Regions from separate parts of the Danio rerio genome. Here region 2 is linked to region 1. The links are chromatin contacts, called in public HiChIP or PLAC-seq maps. All regions are on one chromosome and are shown on one strand. The core of a region is the stretch at or near the end of the contact, and the rest is flanking DNA. Distances in the headings are between cores, read along the strand shown.

Region 1 (3,552 bases), core at 783-3,282:
GTTTGCTTGAATAAAAGTCAAAATAGAGCTAGCATAACAAGACGTGTTTTGTGAAATTTGTATATTTGTTCTTTTAACAACGATTTGGAGAGATCTAAATCTGCCCATTTCTAGCTGTAGCTTGTAGAACTTTTCCAGAATGTTCAGTCAAACTCACGCATGCACGATGATGTTCAGATAGACTCAAGTTGATTAAAGCTTTTTTACATCATAATTAATTGATTATAAGTTTTATTTAAGATTAATAGCCACTAGGATTACATCTAGGAAATGTTTTTTAAATTGCAATAAAGTTTTGGTTTATGAATTGTCATCATATAAATGTAACACTGATCATCTATTGTCTTTAGAGAATCTTTTTTTTTTTTTAAATACACAAAAATTTGAGAGGTATTAAAACAAAGTGGCTTTGGCATCACAATAATTCTTTGAAGGTAAAAAAATATTATATTTCATGTCTTCAAAACATAATAGGTCTAGGCATATTTCTCAGTCAATTAATAATGCCCTCGAAAAATATGACTTATTCCACCATGCATGCGAATGTTTACAATACAATATAAAATATATGTTTGGGGTTTTGCTTCTGATTCGCTCTCTTTTTACTCTCTTCTCATATTGTTGTCAATCACACAAATATTTCAAAATAACGCAAACTGGGTGACTTATCAGATTAAATTAATTGCTTCTGTCCTAAAAAGGTGCTTTTTCAAGATCATACAGTCTTACTTAAAGTAATTGTTTCATGTCTGATTTATCCTTTTTATGCCAGGAAATGTTTTTTCAGAAGGCTGTATTTCTTGTGTATGTTATACAACATAAATGACTGCTGACACCTATTCTTTATACATACTTGACTGAAATCAAACCAAAGCCTACCTGTTTCATATTATAAGCAGTTTCCTTAGGCCTATTGTATGTAAGATAAACTGCTTATTATCCTAAACGTGGGTGACAATAACAGTTACATTTCTGAAATGGGGTGAGGCAGTGGCGCAGAAGCTAGTGCTGTCGCCTCACAGCAAGAAGGTTGCTGGGTCGCTGGTTCGAACCTCGGCCTCAGTTGGCGTTTCTGTGTGGAGTTTGCATGTTCTTCCTGCCTTCGCGTGGGACCGTGGGTTTCCTCCGGGTGCTCCGGTTTCCCCCACAGTCCAAAGACATGCAGTACAGGTGACTTGGGTAAGCTAAAATTGTCCCTAGTGTGTGTGAATGTGTGTGTGGGTGTTTCCCAGAGATGGGTTGTGGCTGGAAGGGCATCCGCTGCGTAAAAACTTGCTGGATAAGTTGGCGTTTATTCCGCTGTGGCGACCCCGGATTAATAAAGGGACTAAGCCGACAAGAAAATGAAATGAAATTTCTGAAATGCGATACTTACTTCATAAACTTTCAGTCTGAGTGATGAAGTGCTCATGACAGTCTTCCTCTCCCATGATGTGGGGACACAACTAGTCAGTCAGTGGTTTCACTAATGATTTTACGGACGGACCAATCACAGACATTGTGTGGCTGTAATCTATGTAAAGCACAGTAATTTTAATAAGCCTTTGGAGCTCATTATTTTATAATATCCAGTAAACCACTAATAACCGACTTTCAGTTTGTTCTGTAGATTGCAATTTGACGCCTTCCATGTGATTTCTTAAATCACAGCAAGGACACATCTGCCTCGCATCCCTCTGTTTATCTACCATTACAGATCCTTTCTTTGTTTCAATATTACTATTTCTGCGAAACGCAAGGTCAACAAGTGCTATTGTTCAATATAATATATAAAAACGCTGCAGATTTAAATCGTCTACGCGACCTGGATGCAGAAAGTTCACTGGACAAACAACTTCCTCGTTTAATAGATCCCGCCCTTTTGCAACACTCGAATTAATTGGCATAAAACAGACAACGTTAGTTATAAATATAAAGTGGAATGAAGCATCGATTCGTGCATTAAAATCGATATTTTTCTGCAGCGTTTTCTTTTTTCTTTCAATTAATTCATTCTCTGTCCGTCAGGTGACGCTGACGTCACATGCTCCTCCTGTAACTAGGGGAATCCCCAAAACTCCACGCGGATTTGCTTTGTGGATGTCCAATAACCTCCTTGTTTTGGTCATTCTTTAAGTCGATCGACTACATATCCGGGCAATCCGAAAGTCGATAATCGTAGTTTAGTGGAGAGGAGGTCGGCAAAATCAATTCTTGCAAAGGTAACAAAGCGAAACTTTTATTGACTAGCGTTAGTGGTTTGATCGATCATATTTATTAACGTTAACTAGTGTTTGTAGATTCAGCTGTTTGTATATTAAGTAAAAGTCGGGATTTGGTGTGCAACATCATTGGACCGCTTGTGTGTTGTATTATTGTAACAAACTGACGTCGATTCGATAAAAACTGGTAATGAATTAAGAGTGAAACTCGTATTTCGAACTTTAGGCCCGACATCGCTTTAAACGTTACTAAAACGTTGATGTTAACGTTAGCCGCTAAGCCTGTTAGCTAGCTAACATTAGCTGTCGAAAATGCAAACTTAGAGTTTCAGTATAATAGCTTTAGGTGACTTTTAGAAATCTTATGTACAGGTATGCGCATTTTTATTCATTTTTAGCTATATCTACTTGCGCGACAGAACTGTGAAGCTAATAAGCTAACGTTAAGCGGCATCTTTGCGACTCTGAGCGATCGCCTGTTTTTTAAATTTAAAGTGAATGTACATGTTATATAAATATCACACTTTGCATAAGAAACAACATCCCGACTTTTATTTTAACGTTATAGTAATTTTAGTTGTCGTGATATATTATTTCCCCCCAGGTTTTTATGACTTTCGTGTTTATAATTTCACAGCAATGGCGCAAAACGACAGCCAAGAGTTCGCGGAGCTCTGGGAGAAGAATTTGATGTAAGTTCGCAAGGGTCGCACTCCTGATACACAACGCTCCTCTTTTTCCTGCCTCTCTAAATTTCCCCGTATTTTTGTTAGCAGCCATGTCAGGTTGCTATAATGTACCTGTCTTAATATTTTTGGTGTTTGCTTGTTTAAGATGCATCTGTCGAACGTATTGTTTATCTGGAGTTCTTTGTATGAGCTTCAACAGATTAATACTAATTTCTCTCTCTTCCTTTTCAATTGTCTCAGAAGTATTCAGCCCCCAGGTGGTGGCTCTTGCTGGGACATCATTAATGATGAGGTATTTAAAAAAATAATCTCAAACACCCAGAAATCTCTATTTTCCTCTTTTGGTTTTCAGTGTTGAACTTTTGTTTGTTCTGTGTTTGCCAGGAGTACTTGCCGGGATCGTTTGACCCCAATTTTTTTGAAAATGTGCTTGAAGAACAGCCTCAGCCATCCACTCTCCCACCAACATCCACTGTTCCGGAGACAAGCGACTATCCCGGCGATCATGGATTTAGGCTCAGGTTCCCGCAGTCTGGCACAGCAAAATCTGTAACTTGCACTGTGAGTCAAAAGCGCATACACACACATACTTTCACAAATTTAATGGAAAGAGACATTTCAGTATAGTTGATCAATCTAGTAATCTTAAATTAAACATTCAT
Region 2 (3,552 bases), core at 295-2,794, 43 kb after region 1:
CTGCTATTTACCCCTCGGTAACTTACAAAGGCCAAACAGTTATTGAGGCATTGACTGTGTGAAGCTCTTGGTTGGATGGACAAAAGTGTATTAACCAAATGTTTAGCCGCAGGGGGAGTCTAATCATCAGCATCTCACATCTGCTGCAAACACACTGTATGCAAACACATCTCTTTTTGACTACACAAGCAACTCATCCTTTTAACTACATGCTCATGTCATTTACGGAAAAAGTGAGGGGAAAAAGACAAGGTGGTGAAAAGTCAAAATAACAATGTCTGAAAATGCAGCCTGATGAGCTGAAGCTTTATTGTATCGCAGGACTCCAGTATTTAGGTAAACAAATGTCATGTGAGCTGTTCAGCACTAAAGATCACAGGGTTATTATTATGATTCATATCTATCTCTCAATGGAACATATGGCGATGGAAAGTGTGAGTTAAAAGTGTCAATGTTATCTGATTTCTCATTTATTATAGTATAATACTGTATGAGTATGATGTGTGGGTATACTTTGAAGCTTTAGTAAGAATTATAACATGTCTATTTTTACCAACATAAGAAAAACATTCCCATTGCTGTAAGAAAGAGGACGTACTGTATAAGAGATTATGTGGTGAACCAGCAGAGGTCAGTAGATTAACATTAACTTTGATCATCTGTAATCTGGTTATGGGTCCACAGAAAATAAAATCTAAAAAGTAAATTAGTTACCTAATAAAACCATGTTTGATGATAAGGGTCTGATATAGATCTGCCTCTCAACAAACCTGTGTAAATTAGATAAGATAAAAAACACACTTTGGAAATTGTGCTGGACTGGTCCCTAGTGACTTCCATATCATGTTTTTTTTTTTTTAAATAGGGTTCAGCAGGACCCAGAAACAGCTAAAGGTGGGAAAATTAGATTGGGGGTAAAGGTTGGGGGGCGCTAGGGCACTTCAGATCTCTTTGGAAGGGCACTTTCTATCCAAGACTAAAAAGGGCATGTGCACTTCACAGGTTGAGCCCTATGTGTGCACGTGCCTGACAAACCCCCTATATATAATGCTGTGCAGGAACAAAAGAATGCTAATTTGTATTTTAATGTTGTCAATTCACATTATTCCAATCACTTGAAAAGTATATCTTCAGTGCAATGAAGTCAGTGTAGTCAAATACCAACTTCTAGGCATAGGACAAGTGAACGTAATTAAAAGTGTCCATGCTATCTTATTTAAACCAAGTTATGTAATAGTCTGGAGTAACAAAGGGAGAGAGAGAGAGAGACAAACGGTACAACAGCTGAGGTTTTAGCACTGGGCAAATGTTGGTAACGTTAGGCCTATTTTTAATTCCCAGTCTATTTTGAGAATTTATAATTTTTGTATATGATTTATGCATTTTACCCAAACCAGTATCTAATACTGAATTAATGATTAACACTGTTAAATATACGTGCTAAAAATATTATAACATACTAACAAAGCAACGATATGGGCGGATTCGATAATAATCCTATCCTAGTCAGTTCCTGTCCCAGTCTGGTCGTGAACGCGCCCCATTCAGGTGACGTCACGGCTGCAGCTGTTCAGTCGGTGTGAATGTAATTTCACGGAGACCACTCGTTTTTTTCGACGGAGAAACCTAGATGTGACGACGAAAGCGACGGAGTGTTTGTTTTTTGGAAACGTTTACGGTTCTATTTTGGTCAGATGTGGACCGACGCTTAACAGAAGACGTTTGTTTGCTATCACGGCCTATCTGTTTTCAGTATCGCGCTACATCGGGTATGTCAAAACAACACAGCCAGTCAACTTTGTCGGATTTTAGTAACGTAGACCTTTAACAGTGAAAAGATTAAACGAATTATTAGCATAACTGATATTGTTGCATAGCACTGTAGTGAAAATGGTTTCGCTTTGTCGTAGTTTCGCATTAGCGCGATAAACGAAGGAGTGTTGTTTTGTTCGATGTGTTTTTACATTTACACGTACCGCTAATGTTGTTTCTATTGTCTTAGAAGTGTTGTTGCATTATCTGTGTAATGTTACTAGTGAAACGTCGTGCTGGTACATTTGTTTCGAGTTAGCATTTTGGATGTGACTCACGGCCTTGTCGGCCCAGACACGCGTTCATGTAACATTAGGCCAGGAATGTGGTGTCGTCGAGCTCGGTTCAACTTTTGACTTTTAACATGATTTAATTAAGGTCGTGGAAAACTACTAAAACTTGCATGTTAGTTTGTTTCATCCAACCACCACGTCTCTGGCAAACGCATTCAGTGATTTTATTTGTATCGACTTCCTGCAGTGTCGTACTGTATTGTTTGTTTAAAAGGGGTTGAAATGCATTGTAGAAACGGTAACGTTACATGTCCTCAAACGTTTTAAATAGCACACACACTCTCCGAGGAGCATGAAACGTTTTAACTTTTGTTACATTTTCAAAGCACTGACACGTTAAGATTGATTGCTTGGATTTGTTTGTATGGACTTAAAATTATGTGAAGTATTATTGGTTATTAATTATAAGAACTTCTTTGTGTTATAATTTTTTGTTTTATTTTCAGATACTACAACCTTAAGTCAATATTTCTTATTTTTTCGCAATTATTTATATTTTTATTGTTTTTTGTACGTGAGGCATGTTGCATTACCTTAACTGGAAGATTAATATTTAATGTCTTTTATTTCACTTGAAGATAGGTGATAAAACTGAAAAAATGGTGAGACCACAATCAGGATCTCCTCGTTCCAAACACAGGTTTGATTTAGATATGTAATATTTAATTCTGATTGAACTAAGTTTATCATTATAAGTGAGACTAAAATGTTGTTTATTCTCATACAGGCCTTTCTCAGACAACTACAATAGCATGAATCATGAAGGGCGATATGGCCCCCCTTCAAGAAGCCAAAGAGGTTTCAGAGGGCCTCCTGGAAAAGCCCCTCCGAGTTGGAGAGTTCACAACAGTAGTGGATCCCAGCCCTACCCCAAGAGGCCTTCCTCACTCATGGGTGAACGCAGAGAGCGACCACACGGACAGTGGATGCAGAACCAGGATCACTTCCATCCGTATCCCAACTCGCAGGATTCACAGAGAGGCCGAAGGAGGCCATCACCACCCCGCTCAAGTCGCCCTCCCCCAGTACAGCACAGGCAATCCCCTCATACCTCTATACATGGACCGCCTAGCCACAGAGCACCAGTATTCCATGGAAACCACCCTAGACACACATCTCCATCTAGACACGGATCTTTTCATGGCCCTCCATCAGATCGACGGATTCCTTCACCTCATAATTCCTTCAGGGGTCCACAGCGACGCCCAAGCCCTCAGGATCATGACAGGAGCTGGGGTCCCACTCCCCGGGAGAGGCCTTTTGGCCGACCAGCACTTGGTGGGCACCACTGGAATGGCCCAGGAGGTTACCCTCATCCCCACAGTGGGGATTCGAGGTTCCCTGGCCCACCCCACAGAAAGCCCAGAGAATTTCATGGAAGGAGTTCATATCCAGAGAGGTACACAAATGAAGCTGTACAAGCTGGGTAATTTAATTATACAATTAT

The links. HiChIP or PLAC-seq counts read pairs in DNA pulled down with a chosen protein or histone mark.
Region 2: a contact with region 1 is called in an H3K4me3 HiChIP or PLAC-seq map of gastrula embryo, with 2.1 times the contacts expected there. The contact joins the promoter of si:ch211-114c12.2 here to the promoter of tp53 in region 1. A contact is called at or near these places in 2 of 18 Hi-C or Micro-C datasets (caudal fin and hematopoietic stem cells) and 2 of 4 datasets of contacts at active chromatin or transcription factors (embryo and gastrula embryo).

What each region holds. Positions count from the first base shown.
Region 1 is chr5:24,740,715-24,744,266 of GRCz12tu, forward strand. tp53 (tumor protein p53) reads left to right here and starts at 2,033. Exons shown (of 11, transcript NM_131327.2): 1 at 2,033-2,201; 2 at 2,839-2,893; 3 at 3,134-3,182; 4 at 3,275-3,451. The coding sequence starts at 2,841.
Region 2 is chr5:24,783,884-24,787,435 of GRCz12tu, forward strand. It overlaps si:ch211-114c12.2, which reads left to right and starts at 1,545. Exons shown (of 10, transcript NM_001002300.1): 1 at 1,545-1,769; 2 at 2,684-2,745; 3 at 2,833-3,504. The coding sequence starts at 2,705.